Regions from separate parts of the Gossypium hirsutum genome. Here region 1 is linked to region 2. The links are chromatin contacts, called in public Hi-C maps. All regions are on one chromosome and are shown on one strand. Each heading gives the region's core, a stretch centred on a gene start, on an enhancer-like site or on the middle of the called end of the contact. The rest is flanking DNA. Distances are from core to core; before and after follow the strand shown.

Region 1 (4,292 bases), core at 1,228-3,727, 290 kb after region 2:
CCAGATTAGCCTCAAAATAGACAACTCCCTCAATGGGATGAAAACTAACAACTAAAATAAGCATAACACTAAATGCAGTAAGGTCCATGTCCCAGCATAAAATCATAATCAAATAAAAATACCGGGTACAGTATCCAGTATTCACTTTATATATAGTGTATTGACTTCATGAAAATGAAAGAAAAATGGAACTCTGGGGTTTAGTCCACTTGGTACATCCAATTCTTGAAAGGTGACATCTAGCAGATCAGAGATTCGAATCTCAGCATCTGCAATTCATTTCCTATCCTAGGTTACAACCTCCTATGTACAAAAAGAAAATTAATAATAAAGCAAAATGCAAATTTTAGAACAAACATGTAACAATTGAAGACTACCATTTCAATTTACTTTTTCAGGCAAAATATTTATCATGATGTAATTACCGTTTCTCCAGGTTCAAGCACATTGGCAATCCGTCTCTTTATTATCCCAACGTCTTGGGTGGAAAGATCCTGTGCTGCAACTTCATTATATTCAGCTTTTGTGGTTACAGATGTTTTTCCTGTATATTTTATATCAACTTCAACACTATCAAGCCAGGCATCCTACAATAATTCCATGTGGAGTCAATAGAAATTCTGATAATTATATTTAGCAGCTTCTGCATCAAAGTTTCCATGTGGTCAATACAATGCTTTACCTTGATTTCCTTGTCAGCGACATATTCAACAAAGTTTCCATCTGCATCAAAGTATCCTTCTTCTCTTTCTTTGCTAAGATTGAAAGGTTCTATTTGAACTCCATCATCAACGAAGTTCTCATTATCCTGCAAAAAGAAATTCTTCATCATTGGCTAATCCTGTCCCCTTAACCAATATATGAGGACTCTGGCAATCATCTTGACTGCAAGAAATCCAGCCAATTCAGCAAAGAAGCATCCTTAAGTTATAAATTAACTCGATAACAGAATTACTTGCCAAGTGTTTGATAGCTCACAGCAGCACTAAACATTGTAAGAGCCAAAACCTAAACTGGCATATCAATGATAAAGATACTTTCTTTTTAGGAATAAAATGGAGAAAAAAGAAGGCCCTTTACCATTTATTAGATTCAAAAGACTTAACTTGGAGAAAGCTACAGTACATAACTGGCAGGACCACCACAAACTAGATGAGAGTACAAAGATTGTGCATAATCTTCTACTTTTAAAACAGTTAGGATAAATTGGCATTTATTCAAAAAACATGGACTGCATATTAACATCTTATTGCCTCTTCATTCTATCAAGTCACGCATAGAATCTAACATCAGATAGACTAAGAGTGCAATAAACTTACCTCATATGAAATTTCAGCAGCTGATACATCATTAAGCATTCCTCTCCCATCTTCAGCAAATAGCTCCGTAGTAATTTGACTGCGGCGTTTGGCCCGCTCCTTAGCAGCGAGACGAGGATCCTTCAAGTCACCTGAACCGTCTTCAATATCAACTCTGTTCGGTGCTTCTTCTCCAGGCTTTACCTTCTTTCCCTTGGGAAACCTAACCCTCTTTTGCCTGTAAATCAACATATTGATATCAATTCTAAAATTCAAACAATACAAATGATTCTTAAAAAATAAAAAGGAGTGAGAATGGAAAATTAGTTTATCAAATGGTTAAGATCTCTGTCACCAGAAATCGTTATTTCCCTAGCGATCTTGAATTGGTTTGCGCAATCCCAATAAGAGAACAGTAGCAACCTAATTCAGTAAGACTAGCGATCGCATTAACCTATAGTTTATTATAAAATTAGAGAGTAAAATAAATGATTTCACAAACCTCAAATTTTATTTATACAAACACAGAAACTATATATATACAAGTTCCAAAACATCTCTTTAACATTCCAATAAATCGTACTTTGTTCCTACTAAACAAACGAGAGAAGATTGCCCCTATCTAATTAGGTTTCAAATAAGTAGCGATTCGGGTTCTAATTTTCGTTTCTCAGTACCGATTACACCGAGCCATAACCACTTCGCTACCTTCTAGCTTGACCATTAAGATTAACAAATTTTCAATCATCATTTCTTTATATTCTTCAAACCAAGCAAAGCCTAAAGGAATTGACTATCAAAGACTTAGAAAAAATCATTTAAACCCTAAAAAATCAATAAACTAAATAAGCACGGCCTAAAACATATAGACCGGCGAAAACGAACTACGAGCTAAAAACAATTGCAACGATATACTGAGATATGAAATTAAAAAATTAAATAAATAAATAAGAGGATTCAAAGGAAATAATTACGCTGGAGGCTTGTTGGAGTGTTGGTCTTCGAAGAATTGGCGCTTGAGATGAGAACGCTGTTGTGGGTTTTCTTCCATGACTGCAAATATTTCTCAGCTGAGCTCCAAAATTTCAAATGATACAGAGACTTTGAGAGCAAAATAAAATAAAATGGTGGAAGGGACAATAAGCATTTGCCGACTCACCTAGCTTGTCAATGTAGCTGAGCCCACATGAATTATCGGGAACTCGACTCAACTGATGTTTTGGGTAAATTTCAAAATTGGTCATTTATGTTTATATAAGTTTAAGTTTTGGTCATCTAACTTTAAAGAATTACTATTTGGTCAGTAACGTTGTCTATAACTCACATTGTGGTTACTCGGCACCAGAGATGTCTATGGATGTAAAAAGTTAATAAAATTAGATATTTATATTAATATTTATATATTTTCATAATTAAATTAAACAAAAGTTGGTATTATCTAAATCTAACCTAATTTGAGTTGAGCTGAACGAATAATCAAATTATCGGACAAATCTACTTATCACAGAGAAAGAAGCAGAACAAACATCAATAGCGACCCAAGAAAATCAAAAAATGAAAACAAGGGGAGAGGTTCAGTTCGGTAAAATCAAGTTGGAGATGCTCCAATGATATGCCTGCCAGTGAGAATCAATGGCGGTTGGAACAACTAGGAAGAAAATGGAGAAGGAATGAAAAGAAAAATGAACGGAAGAAAGAAAGAAAAAAACAATATAACAAATGCAAAGGGAAAAAGTCATAGTTTTTTAGTAAATATAATCTAATTTATTTAAATATATAAATTTATTTAAATATAAATAATAATTTTTTTCTTTTTATATTATTTCACCATTATAATAAGAATTTTTCTAGTTTGGTAGTTTATCTATGATACCTAACAATCACTTTCTTCCCAGTTTACCAAATAATTATTACAAACAATAATGAAACATGTGGCATACTCGTTCTAGATGCTAGTAATTATGAGGATTAATCAAGATAAAAATAATATTTCAAGTACTAAAATAGAACAAAATATTAAATATTAAAATAAAAGGTAAATATAATTTAAAGGTCAAATAATAAATAAAGTTAATCTTAGTATTCAATAGTTATGTTATCCTTGATAAAATTTAAATTTGAACTAGATACATATTTAATTATGAGATAGTCTGTTTCCTAATATACTTCAAAAAGTATGGAAAAAAGTAGTTTGGAGGTTCAGATAAATTAGTTTATCTATGTATATTAGGCCAAATAGTAAACTGGTCATTCTATTCATCTATTTTTATTGTTAAGTGGGGATGTGTCGTTATCTGATTGGTTGAATTACATCCATATAAAAAATTTCATTCATTTATTTACCTGTAAAAATGTTTATCTTTTTCTTTTATTAAAAAATTCATCCATTTTGCGTGAATTAATCACCCCATGTATATATCACTATTTAGTTGCTTCACTAGTTACATAAACCCTCAACATTAGAAATTAATGAAATTTTTAATAAAAAATTAATTTGCTATTTGATATAACATACAATGGCTAATTTACTCATTTTTTACTAGATAAAATAAAGGTAATCTACCCAACTTCAAAAACTTTCAATTTCATCATCAATTCTTCAAAAATTTAAAATTTTAATCACCCACCGTTAAATACAATTTTTTTTTACTAAGACCATTGAATACTTAACAGAAAATTGACATAACCTTTTTTTATTTGCATAATAATAAATTTAGCTTTCTAATATTTACACATTTTATCAATTTGATCCCAAATCTAAAAATTCAACAAATCTAGCCCTCAATGTTTACAATATTTGTCTTTTAGTTTTAATTCTAAAAAATTCAATAAATTTAACCCTTAACATTTACAAAATTTATCAATTTATTTCTAATTCTAAAAGTTTAAAGAAAAGGAAAAATATTTTTAAAAAGTCCAAATTTGGATAAAAATGATTTTAAAAAAATCTAAAAAGCATAGAAAAACCCAAAACAAATAAAATAAAAAATACAA
Region 2 (3,847 bases), core at 309-2,808:
GCTCGAAGCGTGGCACGAGCGTTGGAGCATCTTCACCTCAATTCGAACCCCTCCCAATGCACCGTCCCTCACGGCAACCTGAAATCAACCAACATTCTCCTCGACGACGACGGCGAAACGGTTCTCGTCTCCGATTACGGCCTCGCTTCATCCATGGCCCTTCCCGTCGCAGCTCAACATATGGTCTCATATAAATCACCGGAATACCAGACATGGAAAAGGGTTTCGAGGAAATCCGACGTGTGGAGCTACGGCTGCCTCCTTTTGGAATTACTGACGAGGAGAGTCTCGGTTCACTCGGCTCCGCCGGGCATCAATGGCGTGGATCTTTGCAAATGGGTCAAACGAGCTTTTAGAGAAGAATGGGTTGCTGAGGTATTTGATATGGAGATATCTATGGAGAAAAACGGTACTAAGGGGACGGAGAAGTTGCTGGAGATTGCTCTCCGTTGCTGCGATGAGTCGCCGGAGAAACGGCCTGAAATGGCGGACATTGCAGCGGAGATAGATGCCATAGAGGAGGTTGAAGCGGATCACGGAGCTGACTTATCGGCGGTGCAATCGTTAACTGAGGAGGGTTTCTCTATGCATGCTTCGTCGGCGATAGCGGATAGCAGCGACCGGATAAGTTGATAGGATTTTTTAAATGGTCAAATTCTGATTTTGGTCCTTTAACTATATTCAAATATGAGATTTAGTCCTTTTATAATTTTTTTAGTATTATGATAAACTTATCTCCTAATATTTACTTTTTTCCATTTTGGTCTTAATTCTTTTTCTTTTTTATCATTTTGGCCCCCAGCCATCAACTTTTACTTAAATTGCTTTTTTAGATGAAAAAGTTGAATGGACCATTAAAATTATTAACAACACTGATGTGGCAATATGTATGACAGTCAATTATACTTCATAAATTTAAAAATATAATAATAATTTGAAAAAAAATCAACAATTGTCTATAAATTTTAAAATTTTTATGAACTTTTTAAAATTTTGCTGATTTTTTTTTATTTTTTAAAAATTTATGAAGTAGATATAGTTTGGCACACATGATACCACATTAGTGTTGCTAAAATTTTAACAATTCAGTGCACTTTTTCATCTGAAAATAATAATTTAACTAAATTTAGAATGTTGAGGACCAAAGTGATCTCACAAAAAAATTTAAAAGTTAAAATGACAAAATAAGTAAATACTAATACTAGTATAACAATATGAGAAAAAGACTTATTTAACACATGTTTTAAATAGTTAGATATAGAGTAAAGAATAATTATTACAAATTTAATCTTAAAATTAAAAGGATTAGTAAAAACTCTTGTAAAAAATAAAGTAAACTATGCCTATGGTCCCTCTGAAATAAAGTTGATCATATTTTTATCACTATAATCTTTTTTTTTCTCAATTTAATCAATCTAATTAAAATAATTATTTAAAATACCCAATTTATTAAAAATCTCCTTTTTCACTAAGGAATTGCATAGTCAGCAGTTCACGTATTTTTTTCCACCTAATAAAAACTTGAGAAACAATCATAAACCCCCTAGAAAAAACTGCAAGGAAAAGCAATCACAGGCATATAAGAGAGAACACAAAAAGAAAGCATGAAAGAGGTTTTCAACCTAGGGCTATCTTTGTGTCTTTTGCTCAAAGATGAGAGGTAGGCCCAAGCAAAACTATAGTTAGATCGGACAGCCAGAGAAGTGAGTCCAAGAAGGTTAAGGGTTTAGACTTTAGGTTTGGATTCGTGAAATCCGACACCTCTCCGAGATAAAATATTTGGGGATCAGAGAAAAGGACATAGAGCGGACCCGAGCAATGCCATTTTGTGCCCGAGAGCGGTGATGACAGTGATAGCGATGGTGTTGCCGTTCAAAAATCGAAGGGAAAGAGAAAGCCATTCATTTTGGTAGGAGAGACTCTTATAACTGTGAATCTTTTCCATTCTTTTTCCCTTTAATTGAAGGTTTAGAGATTTTAAAAAGTAAGATTGATTAATGACAAATTCTTTCCGTTCCTTTCTTCTACTATTTCTTATCTTCCTTGTAAAATGAAGTTTGATAACAAGAAAAGTGGTGTCTGATAATCAACCCCCCCCAAGGTTTTCAATTGTTTCAAACAAAAAAGAAAAAGAAAAACGATTTTCAAACCTTTCTGGCTTCTGTCATTCACAAATGGGGTTTGATTACAAGATATTTCTTCAAAATATGGTTGTGTTTGATTTTTGATCGAAGTGAAGGAAACTTTTGGAATTTTGTCTGAATGGATTACGGTTAATCTAAGTTTAGTCAATCCGGTTTTTAGTTTTTGTAATTTTTTATTTTTTTTATTTTTTCATTTATTTTAGCTTAATTATTTCATTGGAAATCAGGTGAAGCAACTGGTGCCTGACATGAATTGTTGAAACGCTAGTGACTATAATAATGGCAACTTTTGCTTCAATTCGACAAATTAGCCGGCAATTTGTCAAAAGGTTTGCTCCATTTTCTCCTCTCTCTCTCTTTTTCTAAAGGTTTAATTTAGTTTACTGCTTGCTCAAAAATGTATGAATTGAAGGAAAAGGAACATTTTGATTCTTAACCAATTTTCTTTTAACCTTGAATCTCTCTTATGTTTATCAATTTTTCTCTTTCATTTTTTTGTTTTTGATGATTTTGTGAACCTTTTATAGTTAGTGTTAGAGAACTTGAATGCTAAGCTTTGCATGAAGTTTTCTTTCATTTGCTGCAATTAAGAGACAGAAGAAAAAGAAATTTGAAATTCTAAGTAATGTTACGTTCTTTATTAACATTCAAGAGATATAAATTCTGGGTTTGACAGAGAGATTATAAATCTATGATGTAACTTCTATTATATATATAGACACACACCTTGGTCTAAGGAGACACCTTGTGAGCTAGGACGCCCGCGAGTCCAACAATTCGCGAGTTCAAAGACCTTGTGAACGTGAATTGATGAGACCATGTCTGACACGGATACGATATCTGTCATTCAGATGGCGCACATATCCATTGACAGCCTCTATTTATTACTAGTCATTAGACATGATAGCCCATACCTATGGCAATAAGTCATTAATAGATTGGCTAAATTCCAGGGGGATCAGAACCAATATACGAGTGAAACATGGCATCTTGAGAACTAACAGAAACAACCCCTTGAAAGTTTATTGACCTAATAAAATGGGGCTAAGAGCCTAAGACATTCTCTCGCACTCTCAACTCTCTCCTCTCTTCTCCAATTTTTTCTTGACATCCACATTCCGGTTATCTCAACCCTCTCACAGCTTTCCCCCAGTGGGTGAACCATCACAAACTGCCGCAACCTCCTTGTATCAAAAATATATATGATAGGATTTTTTTTTTCTTAGATAGAAATTGTAAACTCTAATCTGTCAAAGTTGGTCACAGATATTATTTTGCTTGCTATTGCAGGGAACCTTTACTCAAGTTCTGTTGTTTTGTCCAAAATGAGTCCTTTTTTCCTAGTCTTGATTGTATCGCATTTGCGAGCCAGAGAAGCTACAGTGCTGTGAGTCCTTCATTACATGCACTATGTGTAACCTCTCCTGATTTGTCATTGCTGGCAAAGCAGAATGTACTTCAGCATCACAACATACTTGGTAAATGGTTGCATGCAAGATATTTGAGTAATGCATCAATTGAGCTAAAGACAGATGAGGATGTTATCAGGTTTTCTTTTAATAATTCAGTTGGTCGATTAGCCTCTACAACCAGAAAGAGAAAAATGTCTAAAAAGGCAAAAGTGAATGAGCTTCGTTTCTATCGTCTAAAGGCCAAAAAGAAGATGAATTCGCCAAATCCAGAAGTTAGGATTAGATATAAAC

What was found. Hi-C and Micro-C count contacts between places; a contact is called where the count stands out from the background.
Region 1: a Hi-C map of leaf shows a contact between it and region 2, with 2.6 times the contacts expected there. The contact joins the promoter of LOC107893985 here to the promoter of LOC107893993 in region 2. A contact is called at or near these places in 2 of 34 Hi-C or Micro-C datasets (both in leaf).

The regions. Positions count from the first base shown.
Region 1 is chrA13:15,605,303-15,609,594 of Gossypium_hirsutum_v2.1, forward strand. LOC107893985 (SUPPRESSOR OF ABI3-5) reads right to left here and starts at 2,478. Exons shown (of 11, transcript XR_005907512.1): 1 at 2,273-2,478; 2 at 1,320-1,536; 3 at 683-808; 4 at 426-587.
Region 2 is chrA13:15,315,522-15,319,368 of Gossypium_hirsutum_v2.1, forward strand. LOC107893993 reads left to right here and starts at 1,559. Exons shown (of 5, transcript XM_041084980.1): 1 at 1,559-1,909; 2 at 2,372-2,473; 3 at 3,435-3,847. The coding sequence starts at 2,424. LOC107894625 (probable LRR receptor-like serine/threonine-protein kinase At4g31250) reads left to right here and starts at 154. Exons shown (of 1, transcript XM_016819882.1): 1 at 154-633. The coding sequence starts at 154. The coding sequence ends at 633.